Linked DNA regions of Anser cygnoides: region 2 is linked to region 1. The links are chromatin contacts, called in public Hi-C maps. All regions are on one chromosome and are shown on one strand. The core of a region is the stretch at or near the end of the contact, and the rest is flanking DNA. Distances in the headings are between cores, read along the strand shown. Region 1 holds the start of LOC106045365 (fructose-1,6-bisphosphatase 1). Region 2 holds the start of TUT7 (terminal uridylyl transferase 7).

The links. A called contact is a pair of places that touch in the nucleus more often than the background predicts.
Region 2: a Hi-C map of liver shows a contact between it and region 1, with 2.4 times the contacts expected there. The contact joins the promoter of TUT7 here to the promoter of LOC106045365 in region 1.

The regions. Positions count from the first base shown.
Region 1 is chrZ:41,637,956-41,642,424 of Taihu_goose_T2T_genome, forward strand. LOC106045365 (fructose-1,6-bisphosphatase 1) reads left to right here and starts at 2,248. Exons shown (of 7, transcript XM_013195791.3): 1 at 2,248-2,479. The coding sequence starts at 2,310.
Region 2 is chrZ:42,229,182-42,233,650 of Taihu_goose_T2T_genome, forward strand. TUT7 (terminal uridylyl transferase 7) reads left to right here and starts at 1,845. Exons shown (of 29, transcript XM_048080525.2): 1 at 1,845-1,996; 2 at 3,712-4,232. The coding sequence starts at 3,743.

The DNA of each region.
Region 1 (4,469 bases), core at 998-3,497:
GCTGTGTGACTTTTTGGATCTGACCCTCAGTCCACCCAGCCGGCAAGAAACTTCTGCAGCTGCAATACTTTCGCACAGAGAGAATTTTTCTCAGCAAAAGTGGGATCTAAGACTACCCTTTCCATGTTGACACTCTGACTTCAGGGAAAAAAAAAAAAGAAGGCTTTGTGAAAGGGTTTTACTCCCATAGTCCTTTTGTCTGTCCTTTGAAACTACAAGAGGTGGCAAACTTCACCATAAAATACCTGGGAATTATTCATCAACATGTATCTTATTTTCAATGTAGCAATTTGCTTCAAAAAAGTTGTGGTTTTGGATGCTTACAGTTCTAAGTCAGCTGTGAACCATGGCTGGTTGAACGTCATCTGTTCGTAAACAAGACCATATTTTCTTCCATTCAGAATTAAGCTGTTTCAGCAATGTTTAATCTACCAGCGCTGACCTTTCTTCTCAAACGCCACAAATTCATTTTCAATAAATGTTTAACTACTGGTTTCTAAGGGGAAAAGTTCAAAACATGTAGAACCTACTTTTAATCTTATACTGGCTTTATAGATACCACATAGCGTGGTTGCTGTAGGATTGCCTATGTGTTTAGGAAGTTAAAAGATTTGTTCTGCAGTCCAAGGGTCTTTTGACACTTGTGTTGTCTCATTTATAATTTTGCTCCTGTTATCTTTCTGCATTGTCTTAAGATATGTGAAAATACTGACAAAGGGGCAAAAATTAAGCCCCTAGTATAACATTGGCTAAGCTAGTGGTGTTTTCTTTTAACAAACACAGGTTTGGGAATTGATCGGAATCATCTCAGGATATACCTATACCATAGTCTCTGGCTAATATAGACAAACTTAGCCGGATATCTTGACTGGATAGCTGATTCTCACAGCAGGGAACTCTCTGTGGGTTGCAGATTCTGCCTGAAAATTTGTGTGAAAAGCAGTTTATAGCATTAAGCTTTATGTTCTCTTCATTTGTCTACCCTTGACAATTTTGATCTCAATTATTTAATGTGAAGTCAGCTTTCAACATGATAGTAGAATCCCCAGAATTGCCAATGTCTGGGCGTATTTTAAGGCCATGGGTATGAAAATGGGTTAATCTACTGTAAACAAAGTTGCCTTCAGTTCAGAAGATTATGAACATGATATAACTGCTAAAAATAATTAAGCTACCTGCCCACAGTGGAAAACGCACATCTGGATAGACCAGTGTGAAACCAGCACCCTTTCAAACGACTGCTCTTTCAATTCACGGATTGTTTGTTTCTACCTGAACCTGATGGTAGGAACAGAGGAGCAAAACACTTTCCCCAGTCACCTCTACATCACCAAAAAAGCACGCGTTTCTGTTCAGGACTTGAGGACAGTGCATAGCCCTGCAAGTGAGATGAAAGAGCTTAGTCCTCAGTCATGCATACTAAACTTTGGATTGCAAGTGTTTTGATATGATCTTGACTTTTTTTATACACAAATGTATAACTCTTCCTACAGATTATTGATGTATTTATTAGGGTCTTCACAATTAAGGTAAACTGCAATAAATCAGCAGTTCTGAGTTTTGTTTCCTGAAGTCATATATTTCCACGTTGTTTTAGCCTACTTATTTCTAACTAGGTTAAGTCCACTCATCTCAAATTTTATGGGATGCTCACTATTAATTGGTCTCAACTATTTGGACAGATGTAGCTGTGTAATGTAGTTGTAAAGCATTAAACCCTTAAAGAAAAAGCTAATATCAATGCTTTATCAATTTTACAAAATCCACGTGAAATGTGAAGTACTGAACCATCCCTTTTAGAAGAGCATTTCAGCTACTAACACCTAAGGCTGTCTGGAGTGTCTGTAACGCCAGGCATGGGTTAATTGGGCCAAAGCTGTGCACACCTACAGGAGAAGGCATTTATGCACACCTTTGATGTTGGCGAGGCACAGATACGGAACGTGCTTTGGAAGACAGCACACGTGTATATTGAGAGGTGCACATCTTTATCATTTCAGGCTGTGTTTATCCAACTGTTGCACTGCGTTTGTCAGCCGCCTGGAATTATTTCAGCCCGTGGCTTCGGCTTTATCATTTAAGGCTGTGCTTATCCAACTGGGTGCATTCCAACTACCCCCCAAAAAAAGCAGATCGCGTGCCTGAGAGAGTTGTGGCTATACAAGGGGGTGGGGGCGGGGGCTGGGGCGGAGATGGGCGGGGGCATGTGAAGGCTCCACCCCCCCTCCCCGCCCCCCCCCCCGCCCCCCGGCCGGTGCTGGTGCTGCGGGCGGCGGGGGGAGCGGCGGCAGTGCTGCGGTGCTGGCAGGATGACGGACCGCTCGGCCTTCGACACCAATGTCATCACCATGACCCGCTTCGTGATGGAGGAGGGCAGGCGGGCGAAGGGCACCGGGGAGTTCACGCAGCTCCTCAACTCCCTCTGCACCGCCATCAAGGCCATCTCCACCGCCGTGCGCAAGGCGGGCATCGCCAACCTGTGAGTGCGCCGTCCCCGTCCCCATGTCCATCCCCATCCCCATGTCCATCCCTGTCCCTGTGTGTATCCTCATCCCCCTGCCCCTCCCCATGTCCATCCCCATCCACATTCCTATCCCATCCCCATCGCCATGTCCATATCCATCCCCGTCCCCATCCCCATCCTGATGTTCATGTCCATCCCTGTCCACATCCCTATCCCCATCCTGTCCCCATCCCCATCCCCATCCTTATCCCCATGTTCATCCCCATTCCCATCCCCATTCCCATCCCCATCCCCATCCCCATCCCCATCCCTGTGCCCATCAGCAGCAGCCCAGGAGGTCCTTGGAAATAGTTTGAGATGCCCCTTGTCCTGCCACTCGTCCCTCCTCTCCTCTCCTCCCCAGAGCTGTTGCTGTAGCGCCGTGGGCTTGGGCTTCTCCCCAGAGGAGCGTGTTGTGTTGTGCTGCTCCTTCACCCACAGGGCACGCAGCCTTTGGCAGGTGATGGGCTTGCATGCAGACCCCCGTCAGGCTGGATGCTTTGAGCCAGCAGACAAAGGAGCAGGCTGAAAGATGAAGCCTGCCAAAATATGGCTGGGTTACTGTTCTCAGTACTCAACTGCTCAAAATCAAAGCACCACTTTGTGCTATGAGGTGTTTAATCAAATTCAGTGTTGTAGTTTTTTTTTTTTTTCTTTTTCTCTTTGTTGCACCATAGCAATGTCAGTTTTTAGCAAGAGCCTCCATCAGGAACAGCAGTGTCTGCAGTCAGCCAGTCAGCGCTGACATCCAGGGGCATGGACTGGAGGAGAATCAGGAGGAAATTAGAGCTCTCAAAATGTTAAAAACAAAACTATTTGTTAATAACTACTTCCCCTAGGTATTTTACATATCATTGGTATGCCAAACTGTATGCTGATCAGGGGTTTAGACGTGAGCTGCCTCATTACCTAATGAAAAATGTGGTAGAGAGAAAATGAATTTGCATCTACGTACCATGTAGTGGAAAATATATGAAGCAAAAGGCCCCTAGCAATACAAAGCAATTTTTATTGTAAAATGTGTTATTAGCATCAGAGCTGAAAAACTTGAAGTTAATAAAATAGAAGCAACTGCAGGAGACAGTAAAAAAGTCCTGCTTTTTGTATATTTGAACTATTTTTCTCTGTTTTAACTTCAGATTTTAAACGGTTGGGATAGTTTTTTAATTGCTGTGTGCTAGCCCTTTCCCATGCCTCTTATGTCTATCAGAAGAGACCAGGTTTTCCCATCAGTGACCTGATTTGTCACACTCAAAGGTCCTGTTCCTGCTGCTTTGCTGAGCTGCACACATGTTCGATAACTGTGCCCATACCCTTGCCTTATGATCCCCCCAGGTGCAGGAAAGCATTTGAGCTGCTGTGGCAGAGATGGAGACAGACAGAGAGAGAATTATTCTGTGTCTTTTTCTTTGTCTCTTGCATCAAATCGAAGAAATGCAGTACATTGTTGTATTCCTAAGTGCAGCATTATTGCAGACGACCAGAAATATCAGTATTCAGAGTAACCGGTGCACTACAGCTGAAGTACATAAGAGTCGTCTGAATGTGTGCGGGGCCGGGTCTCGTTTTGCTCTTCTTAGAGCTACACTTCCCGTTCTCTGTTTTGTATGCTTTCAAAAGTGCCTATCGCGAAGTCTCCCAGTACTTCCTGATGCCAGATGGCTAGATTCTGATTAGCTGGCAGGACTGTATTTGTGTTTCGTGTTTGTGTTTCTCAGTTTTATTCCCAAAGAAATGCTTACTACGTAAAATCAAAACTGAAAACACTGAATCGTGAAAATGTTGATTTATGTGTGAGCGCAATATTTGTTCTGGAATCTGTATGTGATATGGCTCACCAAAAGCAAGTTACAGAGAAAAGTTATAGTGTAACTAGTGTAGTCAGGTCCATTGTTACTTTTTAAGTATAAATTTTCTAGCAAATCTTAGTTTTTGTGGTAAACTGCTGTGATTTTGGAGGCTAGGA
Region 2 (4,469 bases), core at 595-3,094, 590 kb after region 1:
ATGGCCCTGTTTACACCATTTCCATCATGTGTGCATTTCCTTCTTTTGCCCAAGTTTGACCAGAAGATCCTTATTTGTCTGGCAATCATAGAAAATGGTAGGATTTGAACATGCAATTATCTGTCTAATGGAAATCTAAAACAGAATTTGTGAATTTTATAAGAACTTCAGGAATCTGAGTTTCATAAAAAAAAAAAAACAAAACAGGAATTTGAGGCAATCCTGCATGGGTGCGCTAGTGACAAGCTCCCACATGACCAAGCACTGTTTGATCCACCGTAGTCAATATGACATTAAATATGCTGAGATTGCAGACACAAACAATTTTATGGAAGGAGGCAGGGCAAGGCTTAGAAATGTTTCTGTGTTTGGCATACCTGCCACATTTGCTTACAGCAATGGTTTTGTTATTTAAGCTATGCTAGTATGCTAGGTCCTCTCCAGAGAGTATCTCACCGGAAGAATTTTCTTATTTTGAAGGGGCCATAGTAGAAGACAAAAATAACTTCCAAGTTCTGTAGCTGGCACCAGAAATGGGTTGCAAAGCACTGAGCTGTACAGCTATAAGGCTATAATGTCATATTTTTGGACGCTACCATCCTTAATTTTGATAGTACTCTACTATTAAACTACTTTAAAATGTGTACGTATGGACATATTTTGCAAGGGAAAACTGGATTGGAACGGGAAGGTGAATTATTACGAGGACTACTAGGGTGGGATAAGAGCATCTCTGTTCCTTTAATATGGATGCAAAACAGCAGTAGGAAGAGATCCTCTTAAGTTATTAGAGAATAAAGGGGGCATGCAGAAACAGCAGGAAGCAGTAAGATGAAGAGTCTGAGCAAGCACAAGCAATATGCACAAAACAAACAAGTCACTTTATTCAGCGAGACGGTGATATAAAGCAAGTGCCAGTTTTTCTTCCACAGGAAAGCAGGTATACGGCCTCTTCCCCACCTATCCCAGGTGTAAGCAGAAGGACTGCTTGCCATTTCTCTTCTCCTTTTTAAGGTAAACCATTTAGATACCAGTAGGAAAGCCGCACCATACCAGCTTTTTTCCCCACTTCCTGTAATTTGTTTTTATTTTTCATGAGTAATTTGTTTTGCATGTCAGATATTTTTGCCGGGGTGGCTAGTCTGATGAGGCATACAGATTATATGGGATTGGATTTGGTTCCCAGTGGTGTGGAAATGCCCCCGCTACACGTGTGAACAGCACTGTACACAGTGGCTGTTCTTCAATAGCCACCGTGATTGTTCATGCCAACGCATTTACTCTTCTATTACCAGGACCAAGGCACAGCAAAAACAATCTTCTGAGATTAGCAGGGCTCCCAGCTGGCAAGGCGGGCTGTGACACCGTGTGTTTGCAATCTGGAGCCTGTTTGGTGACCTACATTTGAAAGCCGCGATCCCCGTGCTGCAGCTGGTAGCAAGCTGCTCTAGTCACAGCCGCAGAGGAGCGTGCTGGAGTGTTTGCATTGCTAGATGTTTTGGAGAGCTGTGCGGGTTACATTTAAATTTAACCTACAAATGAAGCTCTCGCGCGTTTAGTAAGCGTGTCGTTCAAAATCGATGCAGCCCAGCTTCCACGGGCACCAGCTTGTACACCTATAAACCAAGGAGGAACAACCACCGTGTAAGCAGGGCGCTCACACGAGCCGGGCGATGCCATTCCTGCTCCCCTCACCAACACCAAGCCCGGCTCAGCCACCACCGCACCGCGACCCCCCCCCGCTCAGGGCGGCGACAAGCGGCCGGGCCCCGTAATGGCGGACAGCCCGCCCCGCCCCGACACGGCACGGCACGGCCGCGAGCAGCGCTCCCCGGCGGCGGGACCGGCACCGCCACCGGCCCCGTGCCCGTGCTGGGCGGGAGGCGGGGCCGTGCTGCCGGAAGGGCCGCGCGGACGGCGGCGGTGAGGGACCGGCGGCTCTTCCGCCGCGACGTAATGGCGGGCCGGCCGTAGGGGTCGGGCTGGCCGGCGGCGGGTGAGTGCGCTTCGCTTCTCTCCGTGGGCGCTGACCGGGGACGGAACGGGACGGGACGGGACGGGGCCCCTCCGCCGCGGGCTGCCGGGTTGCGGCCGTTGAGCCGCTCCGGGTCGGGCCGGCTGCGCCCCGCGCCGGTGCCGGGGGCGGAGGGAGGAGGAGGAGGAGGAGGTGGAGGTGGTGGTGGCGGTGGTGGCGGTGGTGGTGACCCCCCGCCGGTAACCGGCCCGGCCGCCTTCCTCCCCGCTGCCCCCCTCGGGGACGCGGCTCCTGGCGGCGCCGGGCGTGCCTCGTCGCCGGCCTGCTGCCTGGGCGTGGGTTTGCACCCCGGGATGACTCCGGGGTGAGCCGTTCGTAGGTCACCGGAGCACAGGTTCGGCGGACGTGTCTTTCGTGAAACAGGTAGCAAGTTCGCTTTGTGCGAGCTGGACTTTGTGGTTTGTTTTTTTTTTTCTTTTTCGTTTTTGCTCCTGGCTAGAATGGCTGCATCTCCCTGATAACGCACAGCAGACTGTGAGTTCAGCCCCCTTAGGACAGGTGTACAGCTTATTTTGTCAACACATGTGAGAGCAAAGTTCTTCTGCGTACAAGCCATATAAACTCTAAAAGCTTCAAGCCTGTAGAAAGCAGACACTGATGTGCCTGAGGGCGCCTTTGGGGCCTGCAGAATTTAAAAAAAAAAGAAAAAAAGTCAAGAACATCAAGCACTATACTTCCATATTAAAGACAACAGAAGTATGTTTCCTACTTAAGTGCTTCCCTAGCTTTCTCTGCACCTTAACCTCATATATCTTTTTTCGAAATTTTTTCTTGTTTGGTTCTATGTGGCAGTAGTTAAACAACCGAATATTCAGTGTAGTTGTAAGCACTGCTTCGTGTGTTTGACTGATCTCTTCCAGGTAGTGCCCACTTTCACAGCCCATGCAGGTTTAAACTATTGACTATTTAAAAACTAAAACTATTTAAACTATTGCTTGAGTTGCAGCTCTCTGTAAGTATTTTACAGTAAGAATGCAGACATGACCAAGTCTGGAGAGCTAACTGGTAACGCAGGTTATTTTTTTAGATAATACCACATTACTATGAAATAAGTATACTTAGTACCCAGTAACGTGAAATCTCTGAATGGCCAGCTAGCTAAAAAGTGCAAAGTGCATTGGGCAGTGCAGGATTGGCTCTTAATCATCATGTGATCTTTGCCTCGCAGGCAGGTAGCAGGAGTTAAGCAACACCTCTGATCACAATTTTCATCCTTAACAAGGCGAATAGTATCGACAACAGGGGAAGGGGAATATTTGTTGGTGTAAACTGGCCATTGGGGCATCCTCTTTGTTGCCTTCTACATATATTCTATACATGGCAAAGCCTTTTCAGTGGTTCTTTCAAAGTGTTGCTGTACTGAGATGAGTCTGGTGTGGACTCTGAAAAGTGTTTATCTGTCCAAAAGGCATCTAGAGCTTCCTATGCAAAAAAGTCACGGGCTGTCCCTGCGGTGAGAGACAACCACCCACTGGTTTTAAACATGTTAAGAGCAGAAACCTATGTGATTTTGAACTCTTTTGATTGGAACAAATTTTGCTTTCCACCAAGACTTGCTTGCGTTTATGGTATTACAGAACCATGGCTTTGATTGTTAATACCAAATAATAACCAGTGCACTTACGTTTATTGGTTGATTATTTTTAAAATACTATTTTTAACTTTTTAATTTCTAGGTGTGAATCACTAAATTGAATAGCAATAACCATGGGAGATGCTGCAAAACCCCCTTTTGCCAAACAAAAAGAACCAGAAATGTATGAAGAAGAATTAAAAGGAAGTCCATTACAGAAAGACTGCCAAGCCATGGATGAATATGGGAATGGCCATAGCAATAACATGGATGTCAGCATGCAAAAGAAGAGGGGAACGCCAGGTCATTATGGAAATAGTCCTAGGCGAGGGCCACGTAATGTTTTGAGTAGCCCCCATTCACTTAAAAACACAACTCACAGTCAAGGATTGAAGTTCAGTGATATCCAAAAAGACCAGATAAAGAAGTGGATATCTGATGACCACCGTGGTACTTCTGACAGTTGGAGAGAGTACAGATCTGTAGCATGGATCCCCATGCATAGCAGGACAAGAAAGGACTCTCTTCATGAGGTTGAAGGTGCAGGAAACAGAAACGTAAGACGACAACTTCAGAAAGACCTAACAAATGAAGACGTTCCAGAGATGCAGAAAGGAAACGCTGGTAATCAACATATTTGTTTATTTTTACATAGCTGTACAGTAGCTTTTTGTGTGTGTTACTGAAAAAGTAAAATGTCAAGAATCACCCTTAAGACAAAAATTATTTCTGTTCTGTCATATATTGCAAATTGACTAAAGTGTACTGGAGCACTTTAAATGAATTGACACAGTGTATGATACAGAACTTGTTTTATAAATTGTGTTGACTTGTTAAATTAGTTTTTAAATGGTAGGAGCT